Regions from separate parts of the Mus musculus genome. Here region 2 is linked to region 1. Evidence: chromatin contacts called from public promoter capture Hi-C data. All regions are on one chromosome and are shown on one strand. The core of a region is the stretch at or near the end of the contact, and the rest is flanking DNA. Distances in the headings are between cores, read along the strand shown.

What was found. Promoter capture Hi-C pulls out the DNA fragments that hold promoters and counts their contacts.
Region 2: a contact with region 1 is called in a promoter capture Hi-C map of trophoblast stem cells, with 2.6 times the contacts expected there. The contact joins the enhancer-like site here to the promoter of Slc5a8 in region 1. A contact is called at or near these places in 1 of 39 promoter capture datasets (trophoblast stem cells), 6 of 484 Hi-C or Micro-C datasets (embryonic stem cells, epidermal suprabasal cells and nephron progenitors), 1 of 115 datasets of contacts at active chromatin or transcription factors (embryonic stem cells) and 1 of 9 other capture datasets (embryonic stem cells).

The regions. Positions count from the first base shown.
Region 1 is chr10:88,881,585-88,889,283 of GRCm38.p6, forward strand. It overlaps Slc5a8 (solute carrier family 5 (iodide transporter), member 8), which reads left to right and starts at 4,408. Exons shown (of 15, transcript NM_145423.2): 1 at 4,408-5,073. The coding sequence starts at 4,723.
Region 2 is chr10:88,967,871-88,975,569 of GRCm38.p6, forward strand. It overlaps Ano4 (anoctamin 4), which reads right to left. Exons shown (of 28, transcript NM_001277188.1): 23 at 4,869-5,021; 24 at 3,398-3,545. Among named protein-coding and RNA genes, the nearest start is that of Slc5a8, 86 kb to the left of the region's middle. Within about 2 kb of position 3,276, at least 35 of the 459 cell types and tissues checked have an H3K27ac peak or open chromatin away from gene starts, as enhancers often do. A contact at or near this core is called in trophoblast stem cells, where this site is marked.

The sequences.
Region 1 (7,699 bases), core at 3,158-5,657:
ATCGTGATCAAGTTATCACTCCTGGGATTAAATTGAAAAGAAAGTTTTTAAAATTAGTTTATAGAAAAATAAATCTAAAACAACTTTAGAATGGTTTTGATAAATTTTTACTCATATTAAAATGTAGAAGCAGAGGTAGAATCCACAACATGGGCAGTAAAGTAGAGGACACCATGTTAGACATCAACGTTAGTGCCTTAAAAGACAAACTCAGGACCCACAGGTTAAAGGCGGAAAAGTATAAGTCACTGGTCAGGGTGACTGAATGCTACAGATTTCTGAAAAGAGTTTGAACAGCTGGAACAGCAAGAATAAGTAAAGTTTCTAGTTCCAATTTTTATTCTTATATTTAATTTTAAGGTGTGCATGTGTGTGTGTGTGTGTGTGTGTGTGTGTTGGGACCCTTGGAGGCCAGGGAGGGCACTGGATCCTCTGAATCTGGAGTTACAAGGGGTTGTGAGCTTCCTGACGTGGGCACTGGGAACCAAACTCAGGTCCTCTTCAGGAATAGCAAGTGCTCTTAACTGCAGATCTTTCTCTCCAGCCTCTGATATTCCAACTTAAAAGGTCACAGTCATTTATATTGAAGGAGTGACTTTGATGGCAATGGCGAATGTGCTTTTCTGGATATTGCTGACAGTTTGGGAATACAGACATTGAGCATTTAACCAGAAGACCAGCTATTGATGAGGAAAGCAACATTTGGTTGGCTCCCGCTCTGCATTAAGAAGTATCAGAAGATAGATGGTTCTTCCAACTGCTTGGAAGGAAAAGGTTTTGTGAAATTAACAAGTGACCTATGTGTACAAAGGCACAAAACCAGATCGTTCCCATATTCTTCTTGAAGATACTGTTTGAACACTTGTATCAGGACACTCAAGAGTCATGCAAAGACAGAGTGTGGCTTATACACAGCACAGAGCATTACATAAACGTTATAAGCGAGGAGAAATGATGAGGAAAATGGATATATTTAACAATAGAACTTCTTTGTTTTTTATTGTTTTTTATTTTTTATTGGTTATTTTATTTATCTACATTTCAATGCTATCCCCCTTCCCAGTTTCCCCTCCACAAGCCCACTATCCTGTCCTCCTTTCCTCTTGCCTCTATGAGGGTGCTCCCCCTCTCACCCACCCACTCCTGCCTCAGCAGCCTATCCTGGGTCATCAAGCCTCCCCAGGACCAAGGGACTCTCCTCTCATTGATGCCAGATAAGGCCATCCTCTGCTACATATCCAACTGGAGCCATGGGTACCCCCTGAGTACTCTTTGGTTGGTGCTTTAGTCCCTCAGAGCTTTGTGGGGTCTGTTGGTTGATATTGTTGTTCTTCCTATGAAGTTGTAAACCTCTTCAGTTCCTACAGTCCTGGCCCTAACTTCCCCATTGGGGTCCCTGCTCAGTCCAATGTGTACAACCACATCTATATTGGTCAGGGTCTAGCAGAACCTTTCAGGCTGCAGCTATACCAGGCTCCTGGCAGCCAGTGCTTCTTGGCATCAGCCATGGTGTCTGAATTTGGTGTCTGTAGATGGGATGGATCCCTAGTTGGGGCAGGCTCTGGATGGCCTTTCCTTCAATTTCTGCTCCACTCTTTGTCCCTGCATTTCCTTTTGGCAGGAGGAATTCTGGATTAATATTTTTGAGGTGGGTGGGTGGCCCCATCCCTCAACTGGGGGCCATGCCTATCCAACGGTAGAACGTCTATAGTATAACTTTACCCGACCATTGTTACTAACCTAGAAAGCAAGTTAAGACTTAACCCAGTTGTTAGAACTCAACAGTGTCAGGAGCTGTGCCCATGCATCATCTCATCGAACCCTCCACAATTGTGAAATAAGAATGAATATTTCTTAGAGGCCAAGAAGATAGGTCAGCTAGTAAAGGCTCTTGCTACCAAGCCTGATAATGACCTGAATTCAGTTCCTGGAACCCGCATAGTGGGAGTGAGACCTAAGCAGGTTATCCTCTGACTTCCACATGTATACTGTGGCATGGACACACACACACACACACACACACACACATACACACACACAGAGAGAGAGAGAGAGAGAGAGAGACAGTAAGTAGATGTAAAGATAAAAATATTGCTAATTATTTTGAATAAAGAAAACTAAGACAAAGAAGCAGGGTCCTTCCCAAGGCATGGCTAGAGAGCAGTAGTCAGGATGCTGTAACCTCGGGCTTTCTCCACCTGCACCTCAGTTCCTGGAATTATGACTCTGGGACTTACTATTTATGAATAAATGTCTGGGCCACAGCTTCGGCTTGATCCCTGACTAGCTTGTAACTTAATTAACCTGTTTGTTCTATTCTATGAGTGCACTTGGCTGGTTACCTCTCCTCAGTTTCATGCCAGAGTTCAGAGTGAATCTGTTCCCTTGCCTGACTCTATTTCAGAGTCCTTTCTCCCTACTGGAACTCCTACTTCCTATTTCCTGCTTCAGCCAATAGGCCATCAGCTTTTGATTGGCAAGTGATGCTTTCATACAGTACAGAAGAGATTCTCTCTACAGGTGCAACATTTCTGAGTCTCCCTCTAAGTGACTATGGGGCTGGTTTGCTCACTGGTACCCTGAAGTTCTGTATTTAAATCTAGGTGTCAAAAAGAAGAGTTTTACTTAAATATCTTTTCTTATATTTAGTGTTGTTGGCTTTATGAGCATGTTCAGAAACAGACTCATTTCCTAGAAGGATTAAGTTTCTCTCTGTGTTGTATTTACAGTTTGACATACACACATGATATGTAGATGTACGTTTTATACATATGAGACACAATTCCACTCCACATCTTGTTTAAATGACCAGGTTGCTTGGATATAGTTTGTGTTTCCCTCTGCAAATTATATATATATATATATATATATATATATATATATATATATATATATGCATATATATGTATACATATATATACACACATATGTATATATACATACACACATATATGCATGTATGTAATATTATATGTGTATATAATGTAATTATATATGTGCATATGTACATACATATATACACATTATATATATATTATATGTATGTACATATATACGTGACACCAACTGATTAAAAAAAAAGTCTAATAGAGCTTTCTTCACGATGGGCTGGGCTGAAGGCATCTGATTCCTGCAGGTAAGTCACAAAGGTGTATGAAATTGGACTAGGACAGTTTAAAATTTATAGCAGGCTGGATACACTTGGCTGGAGGGGATACTTCAGAAGGAAACTGAGAGAGAGAATCATGGTACTGTGTGTCACATGTACTGATAGTAATATTTCAAATAAGATACTTAAAACATGTTCTGAGCAGAAGACATAATCTCAGGGTCTAGAGAGGTGGCTCATTGGTTAAGAGTACTGGCTGTGTTTCCAGAGGACCTGGAATGAATTCCCAGCATCCATGATGGCTCAAAACTGTCTGTAATTCCAGGCAATCTGATGCCCCCTTCTGGCCTCCACTGGCACAGCATGCACAAGGTGCGAAGACATACACGGAGGCAAAGCACCCATACACATAAAATAAAAATAAATAGGAATCTTTAGAAAAGCGTCACAGAACGTTTGTGTTTAAGTGAGTTTGTTTAAGCGTAACATTAGTGTCTACCGGCAACACAGGATCTGGGTTAAAAGCCTTTGATGCCACCATTTCCTTGGGTAAGTGAGTTATCTTTTCTCCTATCCTCTCTTCCTCTCTTTCTCTTTCTCACTCCACTTCCTTCCCTGCCTCTATCAGTGAAGCCTCTCTCAGTTCTTGCTGGCCCTGAACTTGAACTTGCAGCACAGCTAAGGATGACCTTCCTGTTTGCACCTCCCAAGTGTCTCCATGGCTATCGACTTCACATCCGTGAAACATTTTTCCTTCTTAGAAAAATGGAGACAACTCCTAACTTAGGAATTGCATACTCGCTAGTGTAAAAGGCATTAGTTACATCTGTTTTTGTTTTTGAAACCTAATCTCATTAGAGAATAGCGGCTGTCATTGCTACTGCAGGCTATAGAAAGGGATTAGAAAGACTATAAGGGATCAGAAATGTTTGTTGAGTGAAAACGCAAGCAACCCACAGCACAGCCTTCTTTGTCTCCTTTATAGTAGCTCGCCGGTCTAACCACTACGATCTCAGTTACCGCAGTTGTCACTCCCACCATCCATTAATCTGTCTGTCAAGTGATGATGAGCTTCAAACTCAAAGCGTACCTTCCAGCGAGGACCTGGACTGTGAACTGGAAAGCGTGCCAACTGCCCTTCGATCCGCCCCCACCGCCCCAAACACACACCCATCACCTGCATGTTTAAATGGTGCGTCCCAGCCGCTGTCACTTAATAAAACTTGCGCAGAGCGCGCCCTGTGGATTCGCTGGACGCGGCGGGAGGTTCCAGTGCTCCCCCGCCCCAGAGTCGCTGGTGCCTAGGCAGTCGCAGTTGGGCCACCCGGGGCCACACCTGGTGAGCGCTCAGCGCTGCCGGCGCGACTTCTCCGGGTCCCAGGGTGTCAGGGGCGCAGCTGGTGACAGGGGTTTCCCTGATCCGGTGATTGGCAACAGGTATTTAGGCTCCTACTTTCTGGAGGATCCACACCTGCAGGACGTACCTGATCTCCGCGGGACGCCACGTCTGCCTCCACAGGGAGAAAAAAATCGAGCGTCGGCCCGAGGCTAAAACCACCTGTGCTGCTCCTGCCACCACCGTGCACTCTGGGCGCAGGTCACCGAGGGGGACCATGGACGCGTCGCGGGACATCGGCAGTTTTGTGGTGTGGGACTACGTGGTGTTCGCAGGCATGCTGCTCATCTCGGCGGCTATAGGCATCTATTACGCCTTCGCGGGGGGCGGCCAGCAGACCTCCAAGGACTTTCTTATGGGCGGTCGCAGTATGTCCGCCGTGCCTGTGGCTCTGTCCCTCACCGCCAGCTTCATGTCCGCTGTCACTGTCCTGGGCACTCCTGCCGAGGTCTACCGTTTTGGGGCGATATTCAGCATCTTTGTCATCACCTACTTTTTTGTAGTGGTTATCAGCGCGGAGGTCTTCCTTCCAGTGTTCTATAGGCTGGGGATCACCAGCACCTACGAGGTGAGAGGTGGGGCTCCAGGCTCGGGGAGGCTTGCTTGCATTTTCAGGCTCCAGAAGAGAATTTCTGGGTGCAAGCTGTTTCTGCCATATGGAAATCTCTCCTTGTGGGTGCATATCGGATTACCCCCACCCTGTGTGCCCCATAGAGACATGCGGCTTCTAAGAGGAATAGATCCTTGGGATTTCTTGGTGTGGGTTTTTTTGTTTTGTTTTGTTTTGTTTTTTTTGGTGTTTTTGGTGTTTTTGGTGTTTTTTTTTTTTTTTTTTGTTTTGTTTTGTTTTTTCTCAGATCCAAAGCAAACCAGGTAAAATGGACAAGTGTTCGCTAGAGTCTTTCCAGACTTTATAAAGCTTTAAAACGTGTGTGTGTGTGTGTGTGTGTGTGTGTGTGTGTGTGTGTCCACCTTAGTGGTTAGGATGTAGCTCTTGTTCCAGAGCTTGCCTTGAAACCAAATTCCACCACTTGTGAATGACCTTGGGCATTTACTTAACCTTTTGTACTGATATCTTCATCTGGCAACTTCATTGTGGAGAGAATTAAATGCGCTGATGCGGGTGTTCCTTTTAGACTAGAGCCTAGCACAGAGTATATGTTGGTTAAGAGCTGACTGTAACTACTGTGGCCGAAGTTATCCTAAGATGGCAAAAAAAAAAAAAAAAAAAAAGAAGCAGCAATGTTCTTAAACAGCACTGCTTGCTGCCTCCCTATGGAAAGTTCACGCAGGGTACCCACACTTCATCTGTTGCTGTGTTCCTCTGGATGTCCATTTCAAAAGTTGTTCTCAGGACAAGGCTTTTTGAGGATGAAGAGTGTTTGGTTTGGTTCCACTTAAAGAGATGTCAAAGGTGTGTGCGCTGTGTCCCTGGTTTTTGTTTGTTTGTTTGTTTGTTTGTTTGTTTTAAAGCTCAGCCTCTCCAGGTATGCCCTTCACTCAGCCTTTGACCTGCTAGTTTCACACACAAGTTCCCATAGCACCTAGGTTACCAACCAGGGAGCTAGGCACCTCAGCTTCTTGGCCCTTCAGGTCCATTTCCCTGAAGCTCAGGGTTGCTGGAAGGTGGTTTCACAATGAGGCTGGTTCAGTCTGTGCTGGGCACCTGCTTCATTGGCATGGCAAGTGTTGGTGGCAAACTCTGTCTATGTGCTGCAGATGCCATCCAAGTCTAGGCTTGTCCGAGACTGAATTGTCTTCTAACTGTGGTCACTGTGTTTATGGAAGCTTAGTCTTCACCCTGGGTGTGAGAAGAAGATTTCTCTTTGTAAAAGGGAGGTGACAAACTGGCTGGCCCAGGCCAAATTCAGTTCTCGCTGCTGTCTTACGTTGTTTTTTTTTTTTTTCAAAACATTCATAATAAGCCGTGGTTATTTTGTTTAAGGAATTATTAATTTAAGAACTCACCAGTGAGGACAGCAGATGAAATCTTAAAAAACTTTTGAAAACTCAGAAGGTTGGTGACATTGTGCTCACATTTCCTGTGGCCAATAAGTCTCCAGCAATAGTCACTGATCTTGCTTGGCTAATGCCTATACTGAGGCTTTTGTGTGTGTATGTGTGTGTGTGTGTGTGTGTGTGTGTGTGTGTGTGTGTTGGTATTCTCATGGTGGAGAAATCCTTACCTACCTACGTGTCTTTATAAAAAGTGTATGGAAGATGGTTAGCACTGAAGGGGCCCTTGATCAATGGGTTATGTGGCAGAACATATTTCTTGGTGGATATGAAGACTATCCCAGCATCTTAAGATGTGAACTCCTGGCTCTTGTCATTCACGTGTGTTCTCAGGTGGGCTATGTAGGTACTGAAGTCTGTGAGCTCTGACCTGTAGCTAACCAACTCCAAAACTTAGAAAATGGCTTGAATAACCTGGTAAGAGGACTCCAGCCCTGCTAGGAGAACACTGCTCCCTGAACCACTGACCCATGCCTCTTTGGGGCTAACATTAACTCAACCAGAAAGAGACTTCTGAGTTTCTAGTGACAGAAGTTAAGTTAGCAAGGATTCTGGCTAAGAATAGCCAAAAAAGCTAATGTTTATTGAATGTTTATAATTCATGCCAGGCACCAGGCTGCATACATATTATCTAACTCAATACAGCACAATTCGTGTAAGGAGATGCTTACAGCTCTGTTTTCCAGATGAAAAAGCTCAGAGTAAGTTAATCCAGAGTGGGAAAGGAATAAGAATCCATGCCAAACAACTTACTGATGGCTTCCAAAGGCTCTAGTGAGTTGGTTATAACCCTAAGCATTGCAGAGAGAACCGAGGATGTCATACAGGACCTTTGAACTTATAATCACGCTGTACACATCCAGCTAAGGGTATCAGGCAGTCAGGGAGAAGGGAGCTTGCTGTGCCTCTGTTAAGTTAATTAGTCATGGCAGAGGATGTCTTGGGGTAAGGCTTTGTGGTCCTGTGTTGAGGACTGAGTCATTAATGGTAACCTACACATTCTTGCCCAAATATGAATTATTTCTACATTTCTATGTCTACAGCCCAATTTGGTTGACTACAACATTTTTACTCTACCATTGTTGTCAACATATAGATGATAGGCATTTAACAATGTCCAGACTCACAGGTTGGCAGGAAGCCTAGTCAGGAATCCAGTGCAATTAATAATTTCTTTG
Region 2 (7,699 bases), core at 2,026-4,525, 85 kb after region 1:
CAAGATGGCGCTGACATCCTGTGTTCTAAGTGGTAAACAAATAATCTGCGCATGTGCCAAGGGTATTTTACGACTACTTGTACTCTGCCTTTCCCGTGAACGTCAGCTCGGCCATGGGCTACAACCAATCAGGGAGTGATGCGTCCTAAGCGAAGAATAACTCCTCCTTAAAGGGGACGGGGTTTTCCGCCATTCTCTCTCTCTCTCTCTCTCGCTGGCATCTCTCTGGCTCTGCGCGCCCTGCGCTCGCTCGCTGCCTAAAGATGTAAACAATAGAGCGCGCTCTGCGCCCCGGCGCGCCGGAGCTCTGGCTCCTAAAGATGTAAGAAGGGGGCTTTCGTTTTTGGGGTTTGGGGTTTTTGCACTCCTGCTCCTGAAGATGTAAGCAATAAAGTTTTGCCGCAGAAGATTTTGGTTTGTTGCGTCTTTCCTGGCCGGTCGCGTGAGAACGCTATTAAGACTAAGGACCCGATGTAAGGATATCCCCCAAAGGAGGTGGCCTCACCACAGAAAAAGAACCCACAAAGGGGAGAGATGAAACCCTCAGAAGAATTTTTTGTGCGTGCAATGTATAGAAAGTGTTGCCTTAAGCCATTTCTTTTCTTTGCAGACCGAGCTACAACAGACTTCCTACCAGCAGCCTTGAACACCTGACTGCTGAGCATCCAGAATAGGAGAGTGGCTCTACTTTTAATGGTCATGAAGTGGACAGGAAAGATGTGACCCTTCCTTTTAAGCAGTCTACAATCTGCTTGGGAACAACACCAATAGGAGGGCCAGGAATAGCATTAGGCAGACCTAAATGTGTCGTCTCAGGGACAAGGATCATGGGACCCAAAGGACACTATGTACATAAGTGTAGGCGCCCTCCGGAGAGGAGCCAAGGTAAGCTCATCCAACAGAGAGGAGGAGGCGCTGAGTGTTGTAACACAGAGCTATGAGAAGGCACAGTGACAGACTTGGATAGAGCACATTTGACTTAGGTTCAATTTAAATGGAAACATGTCATTTCTACAGCTGGCTTATATCACAAGTGGGATTTGACTCTCGCTGCCCAGTGCATTGCAAAAGCTTACAACTGTCTAAGATTTTATGGTGCTTCTACTCTGCAAGCCTTTTTATTTCTAGAGCAGTTCTAAGTTGGAAAAACAGCAGAGGAAGAAGAGAAAGAGGAAAAGAAGATGATGAAAATGAAGGAGAAAAAAAATCACTGTAAAGTAATAGGGTGCCTGCTATGACAGAGATAAGACTCACAAAGGATAACACACACAAATATGCACACACTGCATATCACACATCTACACACCATACCTCACACACACACCACACCCATACATGCACACACACATGTACAGTCCCACACATCACACACATACACACATCATACTCCAGACAAACACCCATACATACATGCACCCTCACACACATACACATGCCCACACTACACACATATCCACACACCACACATCCATACAGGCACACACTACACACAACCATGCACACACACAACCATACACACACAGCCATACACACACACACAACTCCGCACAGCTACACACATACCACACACCTTCACACACACACACACACACACACACACACACACACACACACACACACCACACCAATAGAGACACATAGACACACATGAAAACAAGAAGAATGACCAATGGATTAGAGACAAGAGGTATAATCTGGAATGTTGCAGATAGCTCATAAAGAGGAAATTCACAAAGAAAATGCCCAGAGATGGACAGAGAGTCCAATAAAAGAAAACCAAGGCATAGTAGATAAATTCTAATCACCATGAACACTGCTTTAAGACTGGTAGGCTGCTAGAATTCTAAAGCTTTGATTCACTATCAACTCTACAGATTTGTTCTCTGTTCATTTTGATTCTCCCATAACCAATCGCAAGTTTCATCATAAGCAGAAGGATGGGGAAGGACCAGAATACTTTATTACAGATTAAACTCAGGAGGTTTACAGTGAGATGAGCCATAGAGTCACGTGGGGCCCTGAAGCTAAGAATAGAGAGGTCTGTGTGGGTGTGGTTCTACCTCTGTGTAGGTTCCAGTGGTTACGGTGGAGTTCGTCCCTTTAACAATCCTCTGCCTTTCAGAGTGAGGATAGTAACGTATATCCTTCTCCGAATCATTTTTGAGAATCAAATGCAGAATATATCTGAAAGTGGCTTCAGTGAAGGGAAGCTTTTTCAGGCTAAATCAAGTAGAGACTGTTAACGGGGATTGTCATTAGGAAGTAATGCCTGGGCAGCATAATCCAAGTCTTTAAGTCTTGGTTCTAAAGCATTGATAGGCTCATTTAAAGTTGCCAGACAATTAGTGTTTAATGGCCCGGTGATTACTGTAGAAGAAGACTTCATAGGAGCTTCTTCAGATGGGTAGATTGTGAGCTCTGTCACAGCCCTCCATCATCCATGCCTTAGTGTGTGGGGGATAATGGTGAAACTGGATTCCTCCAGGTTTGCTTAACTCAGGCAAGTTACTCCATTTGCCTACAGTGGCGTAGGCAGCAAATTAATTTGGCTAAGACCGTAAACCAGGGGGCAGGGCTGCTTTTATTAGGTGCCAGCCATAGAAGATAATTTTCTAGGCATCAAAGACCATCGGCAGACATCTAAACACCACGATTAGAGTTGGATTATTATTGTGACTTTAGGGATGCATAGTAATGTATGCTAAGATTTTTGGCAAAGCACAGAAATAAAAGGTAATTGGCATGTGATAGTAACAATTAGGTTTTATCTGACCATGTGCATTCTACTCTAAACCTCAGAACACAGGATTAAGTCTTAATTTGACTGATCATAGGTAGGGAAAACATAATCTTCATGCTACACCAATATTTATTGAGTCCCTTCTGGGTCTTAGGCACAGGGGTCCACAGTCCTCATGCCACCAATATTTATTGAGTCCCTTCTGGGTCTTAGGTACAGGGGTCCACAGTCCTCATGTCAAATTTGCAGCCTCCAGACCATGACAGTGTGAATCTCAGATAGTAATTCCCTTTTTAAAAATTCATAACCTTTCCATAACTATATGTTATACTAGGTTGCATGCTGTTTTTGTTGTTACACACATTAGGAGCTCACACATTTGTGAATTTGGAGTTGGCAGGAGTCAGACAGGGAAAATAGAACCGCTGTTCTCACATTAGAAGCATCTGAAACTTGTCTGACTTGTTTGGGCTCCAACCCTTTGCTAAATAGGATGTGTTTTCTTTGGCTAAAAACATAATGACATAATTTCATTTCCCCTACCACAGGCCTTGTCTGGGCTTGTGTGTCACATGCCCCGGTATAAAAGCCTCTCTGTGTCCAGCACCATGCAATGGCTAAGAAATGGAAGTTTCATAATCATTTTCTGGCACTTACTTTTGCCCAGCTTCTCCTTGGCCTGCACAAGGTCCATATTTATAAGCATATACTAAGCGAGGGATGAAGTCGGATGTTATTGCTATGACAAATGCATTTGTAATAACAGACAGAATCCCAATGCCTTCGAGAATTCCATACCAAATTCCTGTTCAAAGAGAAGGGTGGTGTTAGTTCCTCCAGGCGTAGTGAGAATGAAAACAGCAAGATGAATCCACCTGTGAAAGTCCTTTTTCATCTTTCCAAATGCCTCTGGCAACAAGGCATTATTCTCTGTGTTTCCAAACTGTTTGGAATGGAAGGAATTTCTGTAGGTGTGTGCATATACCAATGTACTCATGGCTTGGGGTCAGCATCAGTCAAAGAAGTCTAGCTGCCCAGTCATTCATGTGCCATCTGATAAGATCGGTACACAGTGTCAAGGCCTAGCAGACTGGACACTCCTCAGTGGTAATGGCTAGGTCTCCTCTGCTCACCTTTGCAGACTGTCTCTGATGTGCTGGCACAAGCCGATGCCCAGTGAGTAAACACTTGCTTCCTTTGGACAGTAAGAGGCTACTCTGAGCAAAACGTTTGCATCCAGGTCTTAGCTACGCTCACTGGCTAGTGCCTCGCTGCCTTGTTCTCAGGACTGGATGCAGGCATGTATCAGACAGTCTCTATTCCAGCGGCTCTCGAGAGTGCTACATCTCGTGCAGAGCAGTGCTGCATCATAACCCAAAGATCATCAAATCATATCAACATAAACACTAAGAAATACAAACTGAAAACACCCCAGGATAAAGGATAGCACTTCTTCATGGTAGAATTAATGAATAAACAGAGGAGGAATGGAGATGATGGAAAGCCACCATTAATTGACTCAGTAGTTTTAGCCAAAGCTCAAAGCCCATCTCTGCCATTAGAGAAGCTAGGTTTTGCTTCATGTAAGGAAAACACTGAGAAAAATGGGGGTATGGTGGGATGGAAGCAAATAGATCTGTTTTTAAAAGTTATGAACCAATACTTTAGATTCTGAAGTCTTATAGCAGAAATGACCAAGCTAAGAATCTATTTAAGCACAAATTCATGAAGCACTGGAAATCTAAAGCAATCAGTCTGAATAGGTGGCTTTATTTCTTGCACAATATTATTTAAAACCAGTATAGTTGTTTTTTTCTTCAGAAATTAGCCGAATCAGCTCTCATGAAACCTTGAGGATTTCTAAAGTGTGTGGCTTTTAATTTTTTTTAGTATGTATACATGTATGTATGTATGTATGTATGTATGTATGTATGTATGTATTGAGACAGGGTCTTACTATGTAGCCCTGGTGGGCCCGGAACTCAATATGTATACCATGCAGGCTTTGAACTCACAGAGACACACCTGCGAGTGTCTCTCCAGTGCTGGGATCAAAGGTGTGTACCACTGGATCAGGCAAGCTTTAACATTTTTCTACAAGTTGTTTGATATTTTCAAAAGAGCCTACCTATGTCTTTGGCTCTCGAAGCCAAAGGCCTTCTCCACTGAGTAACAAACTTATAAGCATCAAGTCGGATTTCAATGATGTTATTCAGTAAGGCCAGAAGCGGTGCTAGAGGAAAAGCTGCCACAAAGATCGTTGTGAATCCGAACTGAAGGACTAGGGAGGAAAAGGGAGAAAATGAATAATGTTAGTTTCCCATGGTTGTTTCAAAGAGACAGTAACCCAGATGTATCATTACATCAAGTCATATTTTGGGGTCTATCCCATGTACAGTCACGAAACCTCGACAGTATTACTGAGGCTATGTTATGCTTGCAGGCTAGCATGTCTATCCCCTGAGAGGCTCTACCAGCAGCTGACTGGGACAAATGCAGATACTTCCAGCCAAGCTTTAGACTGAGGTAGGGGACCCCTATGGAAGAGTTAGGGGAAGGATTGAAGGAGCTGAAGGGGATTGCAATTCAGTAGGAAAAACAACAGTATCAACTAACCTGGACCCCTCAGAGCTCCCAGAGACAAAGCCACCAACCAAAGAGTATATATGGACTGGTCTGCCCCCCCCATACCCCCATGTAGCAGAGGATGTGCCTAATTCTGTAGAAATGTGATGGGTCACCCAGGTTTTGAAGGCATGAAGGGGTCATGCAGAGCAGCTAAGGTTTGGCACTGTGAGAGACCATGAAAGGCCATTGGCGAAGGTGCAGCCTCAGTTGCAATTGATGGCCCAGGACTGAAAGGGTCATGCAAAGGAGTTGAGGCTTGGCACCATGAAGAGAGCCTATGAGAGGCTATTGGTGAAACCTAGTTACAGTGGAAGACAGCAGCGTTTTGGAGATGCCAGTACCATGAGATGACCACCAAGCACAGCAGCAACAGTGAAGTACAGGCAGCTGGAGCCTAGAAGTGTGTGCTACAAAGGGCATGGCTGGAGAAGTGACCCAAGCCCTTGGAGGAGCCCAGAAGATCATGAATTGGATCCCAGACATTGGACAGTTGGAGTTTAATTTTTGCTTTTGATTGTGACTGTGCCCTGATATTTTTCCCTCTTGAAGGAAGAAAATATTTTAGTGGATCCCACAGTTAAAAGACTTTTAATTGTAAAGAGACTTTGGATTTTAAAAGATATTGGATATTTTAAAAGGATTGAACTTTTAATATGTAAAGACTGTGGGACTTTTAAAGTTGTTTAGATCTTGGGGATGAATAAGAACTAAGGGTTGAGGCTTACTAGTGATGTGTTTGTGTGTCAAGTTGACAAGGGGTCAATTGTACTGGCTAGTTTTGTATCAACTTCTGCATGGCTTCTGCATCAGCTCCTGCTTTCTGACCTGCTTGAGTTCCAGTCCTGACTTCCTTGGTGATGAACAGCAGTATGGAAGTGTAAGCCATATAAACCTTTTCCTCCCCAACTTGCTTCTTGGTCATGATGTTTGTGCAGGAATAGAAACCCTGACTAAGACAGATGGAGAGAATGGGAAGCCACCATTAATTAAACTTTACATGGAAGAATACTACAGTAAGTGGATGAAATGTTGAAAATAGGATAGTTGTACATTTCCAAAGCATCTCCTCATGTAACACGTAAGATGTGCTGATGTGCCACACCCTGATATGACGATTCCTATTTTGACATTCTTCCTGTTCATGGTCTTCTTGGCTAGATACTATAGCTCTGCTAGGTGAGCTACCAGAACCATTCAACTCCAAGTTCCATCATTATTGTCTCCCACTTCTCCCTCTTTTCCACTGTCCCTACTTGACATCAGACTTTGTCTCTCCTGACATTCACCTCTCTTCCCCACTGAATCTCTGTCAGCCTGCACAGAGTCTTGGTTACAGGCCATTGCTCATCATCTCTCTACAAGAAATGCTTCAGAAGGTTCTCACAGCCTACATACAGACCAACTCCTCCTTTTCTCCCCACCATTCAAAAATCTTAGTCATTCTTCCATGCAGACTTCTAAGCTTCAAGATCAAATGTCCCTCATGCTTCAGACTTGACAAAACAAACAAACAAACAAACAAACAAACAAACCAACTAACCCTTTGCTCTGACCACATTGAACTTATGGTCTTGTGAGTCAAACATACACATAATGTCTTTATTGATAAACTAATGAACTCGACTCTTCTTTTAAGGTTAAGCTCAAAAATACCCTCTCTTGGAGATTTACAGTCGCACAGCCTCATCTGGTAGCTTCCACTGTTGCTGAGCAACACAGAATGAATTTATTTGCACTTATGCTTTGGCCTCTATTCTTCCTTATTTATACTTGGCTTTGTGAAAGCAGGAATGTGGGCCTCACTATGTTTCTCCTTCCCACATACACACTGCAGTGGTTTGTGTATGGAAGGGATTTGTTAGGTACTAAGTTATGCTGGCTCATTGACTGGCACATATGACAACAAGTGGCTTGGAACAGCAAGGAAAGCCAGCCCATTACCTGAAGGTTAAACTTATGATGATGCTGGTCAGAAACATATCTATATCTATATCTAATCATCCACATCTATACACACATATGAATATATATATATATATATATATATATATATAAATACTTCTTTAATCTGAGAAATGTATAAAAATGTATCTGATATCACTAGTAACAGTAATGTATAGAACCCTTTTGTCTTCCTGTCAGGAGCAAGATGCCCATGCCAGCATCATATGAATGATTTTAGTACAAGAATAACCCAAATGTTTAATGATTAGAAAGGGAAATATAAAATTATCATTATTTGTAGATGATATGAGACAACATATAGAAAAATGTAAATAAATACATATGAATTATAATTGATATTAGTTTTCAGAAGGTTTCTTTCTTACA